Regions from separate parts of the Mus musculus genome. Here regions 2 and 3 are each linked to region 1. The links are chromatin contacts, called in public HiCAR-type and Micro-C maps. All regions are on one chromosome and are shown on one strand. The core of a region is the stretch at or near the end of the contact, and the rest is flanking DNA. Distances in the headings are between cores, read along the strand shown. Region 1 holds the start of Nhlrc3 (NHL repeat containing 3). Region 2 overlaps Lhfp (lipoma HMGIC fusion partner). Region 3 has its middle 17 kb from the start of Gm30402.

Evidence for each region. A called contact is a pair of places that touch in the nucleus more often than the background predicts. HiCAR-type assays count read pairs that join an accessible place to other places.
Region 2: a Micro-C map of embryonic stem cells shows a contact between it and region 1, with 1.7 times the contacts expected there. The contact joins the enhancer-like site here to the promoter of Nhlrc3 in region 1. A contact is called at or near these places in 1 of 15 datasets of contacts at CTCF or cohesin (the NIH/3T3 cell line), 3 of 484 Hi-C or Micro-C datasets (embryonic stem cells and nephron progenitors), 10 of 115 datasets of contacts at active chromatin or transcription factors (cardiomyocytes, embryonic forebrain, embryonic stem cells and 4 more) and 2 of 9 other capture datasets (adipose tissue and embryonic stem cells).
Region 3: a contact with region 1 is called in a HiCAR-type map of astrocytes, with 4 times the contacts expected there. The contact joins the enhancer-like site here to the promoter of Nhlrc3 in region 1. A contact is called at or near these places in 6 of 39 promoter capture datasets (the C10 cell line, cranial neural crest, embryonic stem cells and 3 more), 1 of 15 datasets of contacts at CTCF or cohesin (large pre-B cells), 21 of 115 datasets of contacts at active chromatin or transcription factors (the NIH/3T3 cell line, T-cell acute lymphoblastic leukemia, astrocytes and 16 more) and 3 of 9 other capture datasets (adipose tissue, embryonic stem cells and liver).

What each region holds. Positions count from the first base shown.
Region 1 is chr3:53,461,951-53,464,650 of GRCm38.p6, forward strand. It overlaps Nhlrc3 (NHL repeat containing 3), which reads right to left and starts at 1,308. Exons shown (of 7, transcript NM_172501.2): 1 at 1,110-1,308; 2 at 362-514. The coding sequence starts at 1,193. Proser1 (proline and serine rich 1) reads left to right here and starts at 1,845. Exons shown (of 13, transcript NM_173382.2): 1 at 1,845-2,369. The coding sequence starts at 2,325.
Region 2 is chr3:53,108,689-53,111,388 of GRCm38.p6, forward strand. The region is part of intron 2 of Lhfp (lipoma HMGIC fusion partner); the gene reads left to right. Among named protein-coding and RNA genes, the nearest start is that of C130075A20Rik, 18 kb to the left of the region's middle. Within about 2 kb of position 1,398, at least 47 of the 459 cell types and tissues checked have an H3K27ac peak or open chromatin away from gene starts, as enhancers often do. A contact at or near this core is called in the NIH/3T3 cell line and embryonic stem cells, where this site is marked.
Region 3 is chr3:52,973,950-52,976,649 of GRCm38.p6, forward strand. No RefSeq gene overlaps it. Among named protein-coding and RNA genes, the nearest start is that of Gm30402, 17 kb to the left of the region's middle. Within about 2 kb of position 1,407, at least 32 of the 459 cell types and tissues checked have an H3K27ac peak or open chromatin away from gene starts, as enhancers often do. A contact at or near this core is called in astrocytes, forebrain and hippocampal neurons, where this site is marked.

The DNA.
Region 1 (2,700 bases), core at 58-2,557:
TTGAAGCCAACTCAAAATTAAATTGCATAGTTAGCATACTATAAATGCAGCAGGCTATCTAGGTGGGAAACACTTCTTTCCTTTCTGTTCATCTTCTTTTTTTCCTTTTTGTCATGCTCAGATTGACTGTTCTTTTATTATTCCTGTCTGTTGTGATCAAACTGAATGTATATAATTAAAATTAAAAAAAAATCTCTAGTTGAAGAGATGGCTGAGCAGATGAAAGTGTTTGCTAAGCAAGACTGACACTCAGAGTTCAATCCTGGAAACCACTGGTAGTTGATAACCGCATTAACACTCTGGTCTCTCTTGACCTCACAGGCTCACATATTAAAAAAAAAAAAAAATGCATTCTACTTACTTGGGCTACGTAAACTAACCCGTTGAGGGAATCAACTGCAACACAAAATGTTGCACCAGTGAAGTATTCCGAATTCTTGGGCCAACCCAAATCCAGCCGGAAAAGAGGGTCCTCCATTCTCCAGGAAACGTGAAAAGAAAATGTCCTTGAAACCTCAAATAAAATCAAAATACTCAGATTCAGTTCGACAACCAGAAGGTAGCCGGAAATAAGATTGTATATCTAAAGATCAAAACAACCATAAGAAAAGTCTAATGATGACTTAAGAGTGTAGTAAGAGCTGGGGAAAATCCAGTGTGTGTGTGTGTGTGTGTGTGTGTGTGTGTGTGACTTAAGAGTGTAGTAAGAGCTGGGGAAAATCCAGTGTGTGTGTGTGTGTGTGTGTGTGTGTGTGTGTGTGTGTGTGATGTTTACTTATTTTTATTTAGACTTGTGTGCATGAGCTCGGGTGAGTTTATGTGCACCATGTGCCCACAAAGGCCAGAAGAGGGCATCAGGCTCCCTGGAACTGGAGTTACAGTGAGAGAGTGAGCCTTCAAGTTGGTGCTGGGAATCGAACCTGAGTCCTCTGAAAAAGCTGCTCGAGCTCCCAACCTCCGCGCCACCTCCCCAGCCCCACGTGCATTCTTTTTACACTAAATGAGAGGACGAGTCGTCAGCTGCTGAGCCCCAGGGGAGCAGGTTTGGGACCCCAGGGGCTGTACCCCTCGGTGGCACCCACACCCACAGCCTTCTGCCTGCTATTTACCAGCGAGCCACAGAAGCGCGAATGCAAAACCAGACAGGAAAGGAAGAAGGCGGCGCCCGCCAGGCAGACCCAGGCTCTCGCCATCGCGAGGGTCTGGGAGGCGAAAGTCAGCGAGGCCTGAAGCCGGCTCTAGGGCAGAGGCAGACTAAAGCACCGGGAAACTCGACCGGAGAACCGCCGAAGACTAATTCCGGGTGTCCTGCTCCTTGCTCCGCCCCGAGTCAGGCGCCCAGCGAGTGACCCTGGTCCCCACGCCGAGGTGCTCCTGGCCACTAGGATGGCGGCGTCCGCAGATCTTCCTGACCTACTTACTCTTCGCTCCTTTAAACTCACTTTCAAGAAGCAAAACAGAGCACCGAGAAACTGAAGAGTTAGGGGATCGTGACACTAAAACAATGACTACCACGCTCCGAAAAGGACTTTAGTCACGTCTGCTCCACAAGCATTCAGGCTTCTGCCGTGGACGCCTATATTCCCACACTAGGACCCCGCCCCCCCCCCCCGACGCCCCAAACTAATCATTTGTGCAAAAGCGACTTAAGGTGGCGGTGCACCATTGCGTCTTGTGGGCGCGACACGCTCTATCAAAGGTCCCCTGGAGCTGGTGGGGCATTTAGGGGAGCACCCGCTGGGCGCCTGGCCGTATGAGCGCTGAGGTGCTCGAGAGCCTCCCTTCGCAAGGCTCTGGCCCCCTTCGTCCGGCTCCTAGTGCGCCCCGGCCGCCCGCCCGCTCCCGGAAGCTACGAAAGCCCGTAACAAAGGACCTGCGGGGGCCGCCGGTTGCCGGAGCTGCGGGACCCCGGGATCGGGCGGATCGGCGGGTCTGAGCGCCCGCGGGGCCACGTGTCCCGGATCACGGCGGTGAGCGGAGCGTGGCTCGGCGGCCTTCCCCGGAGCACCCGGCTGTCGGCACCCTCCGGAGCCCTGATTTCTGCAAACGCACAAGCCCGCTCTGCTCTGAGCAGCTGAAGCTTTGTGTGAAGAAGCTACTGAAGTCTGATTTTTATTTAAAAAAACAAACAAACAACAACAAAAAAAAACCCAACTTTTTCCAAGTTTTCGTTCTGGGATTTTTTGTTTTGTTTTGGTGCAGTTTGCAATACTCTACCTCCTCGCCTCCTTTCTCCTCCTGGTGTATTATCCACGAGACGAACCTGGGATGAGCGTTTTGTAATTGCAAGAACTGTGAGACGTCACGACGGAATAGTACTCAAGATGGACAAAAAGTCCTTTGAGACGGTGCTGGATGAAATTCGAAAGGTAATTGACCTTGTTCCCTGAAATTCGTCTGAGATAATAATGGTCGTGAGTTACTTTCTTTGAGGTGTTGTGTGTAGTCAGCAGAGGAACTTGAACTTTCCTGTGTAACGTAAGAACTTGCATCTTGGTCCGTTGCACCGCTTAAATAGAAGATAAACCACCTCACTGCTAAACTTGGGAAGTCATTGTGGTACGGGAATTACGTTTGTACTACCTACAGCCCCGGAGCCAACTGTAAATCCGTAATAACTGAGCTTTTGGTTGACTGACATTTATTCAATGTTAACATGGTTCGGTAACAGGAGTGACTAGGCACTGGAAGGGATGCCGA
Region 2 (2,700 bases), core at 148-2,647, 350 kb before region 1:
AAGGAACACATAGCAGCTGCCATTTGGTTTGGAGTCTGCAGGTCCCAGCATGCAATGGTGCAATTTAATGTGGGCCAGCGAGCATTGCTTGTAAGGACAGGCAGTTTCCGTGGGCTACCCCCAACAGGGAGGAAATGAAGCAAAACCAGGCAGTAAATTCTTAATGCATTGCACATACTATGCCCTGTGTTATTTTTAAACACAAAGCATACCATACGTGTTGGACTATATTTATGTTTACCGAAAGGTAGACAACTATGGGTTGAATAATTAAAGAAAATCTCTTCCAAGCATAAAAATGTTTATAAAGGAAATTATTTGAAAAGTGCAGGCATTGTTCAAAAAAAATTTTTTTTCAGTTTCTGTTTCCATTATATGTGTACTTCTTGGCTAGCCCGGAGCAGGGAAGTAGGCGCCATGCACTAAGCCATTTAAAATCTAAATCAGACTTTAATAAGGGAATGTCATGTTTCATTTAGAAGCCTCTCCTCACCTCCTTTTCTTGTGCTGTCAAGTGAGAGAAAAGCTAGCTTTATAATTACACGGCTGCCTCAGCTTCAGATAATATGTAAGGTCTCACGTTATTTTTCCACCCCCCCCCCACCTTGCTCTGTCTCCTTCCACCCACCCCACCCCCACCCCTGCTTTTATCCTGTGCTCCCTGCTTAAGGGCCTGACGGAATGATGGAAGTCTGTTGATTAAGATGCTGAACAGTTGTGGCCCTTATTAATTTTGGGGCGACAGGTAAAAAACTAAAATGAAAAATCAGATGGAACTCAACTTTGGCAAATGTCTTCTCTTCCCCTCTCATGCCTGGTGCTGCTCTTTAATCCATGTGTGTGTGTGTGTGTGTGTGTGTGTGTGTGTGTGTGTGTATGTGTGTGTGTGGCTGCTGTCTTAAATCATGATGTTTGAGACCAAAGGACCATTGGGGATCTCACCTTTGTTAAGAACTTGATAGGTGCTGAAGAGATGGTGCGGCCGCAAAGAGCACCTGCTTGATTCTGTTACTAAGGAAGTTTGTCCTTCTTTGAGGAAAAGCCTTTCAACATTTGGTGCATTTGGTCATCATGTAGCCTTGGAATGAAACAGGTCACCTGCCTGAAGGCCCCTTGGCTTTTCACAGTTTGTTCCTCTGTGCTAAACTTCTTTCTTTCACCAACTACACCTGAGACACTCCATTCCTCACTCCTTTCAAAACGTTCTGTCTGAATTTGGAGGATTTTTGCCTTAACCCTTACAGATAATAAGCTCTCAGAGAAGAACTTGGCAGATGCCTGACACAGTTCATACCCTGAATTCCATCAAAGTTCTCCTCCCAATTGCATGGGTAGAAGATTGTGCCCCATCAGATGTGGAAATAGCAGCCATTCCTGGGATGGTTCCCTGCTGATGTCATCACAAGATTGGCTCTAAACCATTTGTTTGACTCGGTGTTTCCTGTTACACTGGTTGGTGGACCCCTCCTTTCCCTTCTCACTTTAATTTGCACCAGTGCCCACAGGAAAATGTGAAGGAAGAAAAGGCAAGTCTCAGTTTGATCAAAAACAAAAGATCCCAGAAGGAACGCTGACCACTGAGGAAAATACAAGTTATTCTATTGTAATTGATAACAGCAGCTAAGGATTTTAGTTACCATTAACGTAATGAGTTCATTTCTGTAATTGGGCTAGTTCATTTCTGTTTGTTCAAGAGAGGTCATACATCCATTAGGAAATTGTGTATTTTTCTCTTAGCTTTTTATCTACATAGATGATTAGCAGATGAATATGTGAAGGGATATGATTATTTCCAAGTAAGCCTTAAATACTAAAATTAGCAATGTGATCATTAAAGACTATATCCCTCTATGTGTTGAGGAATTAACCTCCAGGTTCTCAGACTGCAACTGTCCCTGGTCGGTCGGTCTTCAGAGTGGCCTCTAACGTAGTTTGACAGTTGCTCACAGGGTGTGGGGAGATCAGGACCCGAAATGTTACAAAGATCTGTCTGAAAACAAAGGGAGGAGACTCTGTAAGCCACGGAACGTGGCTCAGAAGAAACCAACCCAACCCAAGTGTTTGATTTTCAGGCCCCCGAATTGCAAGAAGGGAAATCTGTTCTTTAAACCATACAGTGCGTGATGGTGGCTACAGATGCTTCTATATGCCACTACCCTGAGGAAAGGCTGACAGAATGAGTTGCAAACCATGAAGCCAGACTGAGATTAGAGAAGACAGATGATTTAAGAGCTCATAGGTTAACACTACAAACTCTTGGTCTATAATGATAAAGATGGGTCTTGGCTAGATTCTGCTCGTCTGAATTTATCCATCCAAAATAAAACCTACCCTTCCTATATAACAGTGCCGAAAGGCAGAGTCACAAAACATGATGATTAAGCTGCACTTTAAAACATTCTCTGCTATAACTAAGTGCATATAATTGAAACACATCCATAGTCCTGGTAGAAAGTGATGTGTCACCGGTCTAGACTCTGGTCTTTAGGTCTTTATTACAACTTTGCTATGCTCACCAAAACTAACCTTTTCCCGAAGTAATGGTAAATTAATAACATCTTGCCGTATCATTTTGTCATCTTTCTTATATTGCTATGGTCTACCATGTATTATTAGTCTCCTGAAGGACATCCCTCCCTCCTTGCCTTCCTCCCTTACTCTCCCTTCCCCCTCCCTTTCGCTGCCCACCCCCCCCTTCCT
Region 3 (2,700 bases), core at 157-2,656, 490 kb before region 1:
TGAAATACAAGATTCCTGATGGGACTCCAGCCATTCATACTGCCTCAAGATGCGCATGCACGTGGCCAGGCCTCACCTTGTGAGTTCTCCAACTGGAGAGCAGTCTGACAATTAGCACAAGGCAGTCGGGAAGGAGCAAAGCCAGCTTGTGTCTCTGAGCCCTCACCCACTAAAGTGTCGAGACTAATGAGGCATTTCCCACCCCCCACTAGAAAGCAGATAAATGTTAACTGATGTCATGAAGTGTTACTAACAAGACTCAAAACACGAAGAATGTTGATTGTAGGCATGGCTTAGGCAAGGGGATGGAGAGAGAACAGTCAAAAAGGCGAGAAACAAGAGGATGCATACGCCAGCTTCAACTCACCACACAGAACCCTGACTGTGGTCCATGGCCTTGAAAAGTAGGAAACATCGAGCCCAAGGGGAAGGTTAATTGCTCACCACAGGCCCACTAGCTTTCTTGACATCTCTACTGGATGTCCCTGATGTTTAGTGGTAGCGTTCGCTTCTGGGCCAGATCTGTTTCTATGCATGAATCAATGCTGCTCATTCCTAGGATAAGTTCAGGAGAGCAGAGCAGGAGGAGGAAGAGGAGGAGGAGGAGGAGGAAGAAGAGGAGGAGAAGGAGGATGAGGAGGAAGAGGAGGAGGAAGAGGAGGAGGAGGAGGAGGAGGAGGAGGAGGAGAAGGAGGAGGAGCATTTTAATTACAAGCAATTCAACCTGGCAAATAGAACTCTGAACCTGTCAGAGTCCCGGACTTCTGACCCGCTCCAAGACGGCCATCTGCTTTTGCTGTGGTGCTTGGGGAAGAGGTGCCCATGCAAGTTCCCACAGAGAGAGAGAATCTTGGATCAAATCCTTGGTGCTAACAAAGCCTCCGATCTGAATAAAAGTCTGTTGAGCTATGTAATGGTTCTGGTTTTGGAGCAGGGGAAAGCGGGGTGGTGTGGGAGTTGACAGAACCTGATTTGGGCCCATCTTGATGGAATGTGTGAATTACAAAGAGTCCTCTTGTTCCCTCAGATTTTCTGGTGCAGGCCAGGGTGGGCTGGATGCTGCTGCAGTCCTTTGGAAGGGTCTAACTGGGTTCCTGCTTTGGCTTTTCTTGAGTGCCAGAACACCCCAGAAGCCTCTGAATGGAGGTCTCGAAATGTTAGAAAATACGTTGGCACTCCTTTCCTTCCAGGCTGCCAGGCTAGAGAAGGGGTGGGGGTGTTGTTGCTGGAGGCATAGGAAGGTGAGTGTGATGTCAGCTGTGTCGTTGTGACTCAGCTGGAAAAGTGGCCCCACAGATCAAGCACCAGGCCTGGGACAAGGAGATAGGCAAGGAGGGCAGAGGTGTGTAGCCCAGCCAGAGTCTAGCCTGGCAGCAGCTGCTGAGTCTCAGCCCGGCTGCCATCAGCTATCAGGGATCCTAGGCGCCCCCCTCTGGTCAGTGAGGCAAGGGTTGGCTGCTAAATCCTGGTAGCAGTAACTTGGTATTTGAGCCTCGGTGCCGTTGGTACCTGACTGATAGCTCAGCAGAACGTGACTCCTTCGGCATACTTGGTAACTATCTGCACACAGCAGCGAGCTGTGGAGTTGAGGTTCTGCTCATTCCTCTGCTAACCACCCAAGTTCTATGAAAGTTTCTCAGGCTACTACTGGGTATGAATCAAACTTTGTTTTACACTAAGCTTAGGCTCGGGATTAAAGAGTTTTAAAATAAGCAAGATATCCACCACACGAGAAAAGTGCTTCCCTACTTGTTAAGGCGATAGAAACAAAGACAAACCTCCTAGAGGGAAACTGGTGCATCTAGTTATAACCTGGATTCTCATTTTATCTCAAAAAACCTGGGGGCTGGAAAGCAATGTGGCGTATAGCACCTTCCTCTTACATGAGGCAGTACTCCAGCTGTAAAATGGAAGACTAGCTCATCTCCAGTGTGTAAGATTCCAGGATCTTTTACAGATGAAAGTCATGTGCTAAAATCCAGTCAGAGCCAGCAGGTTCCAAGTCATCTGATTACAGACAGAAAGAAGAGAGACCCAATATGGCAGGAACCTCAGCGTGCTGTGAGGGTGTGGCCTGATGCACCAGTGGATCCTAGCAGCTGGCACCGCAGCCAGTAGTTCACAGAGAGACTGCCTTCATTGGCACCCATCTAATAGCTGAGGGCTGAGGCAATGAGAGAGGAGACACAGCGGGGGCAAGACAAGGAAATTATCTTTATTATCCATCCTTTGTAAGGAGGACATGTCTTTGCCATGCTTCCTTGTTAAAAAACACTAACGGCAAAAATGCAAACAGCATATTTCCAAGTGGATCACACCTCGGAGAAATAAGTCTAACTCAAACATGGAGAAGTAGATGAAAATACATAAAGCAAACAACAAACCGACTGAAAACAAAAATTCATGATTGCTGCAAAGGCTTATTAGCTCACAGATCAAACATCACAAAGGATACAGATGATTGCCAACGGCATGAATGAAGTTCTCATCTTAACATGTAGAATGCTTTACACAGTAACTACACAAGAGACTTCATTTCTTCATTCTAAAGAGGACAATTTACTATAATTATTGTATGCCAGAACAAGTACGCATAAAAAAATGCAAAGGATTGAAATACAGGATGTATTTTTGATGCAAAGAAATATAAAATGACAGAAATATTTATGTTTGTAAAATACATGCAATTAATCCAGGAAA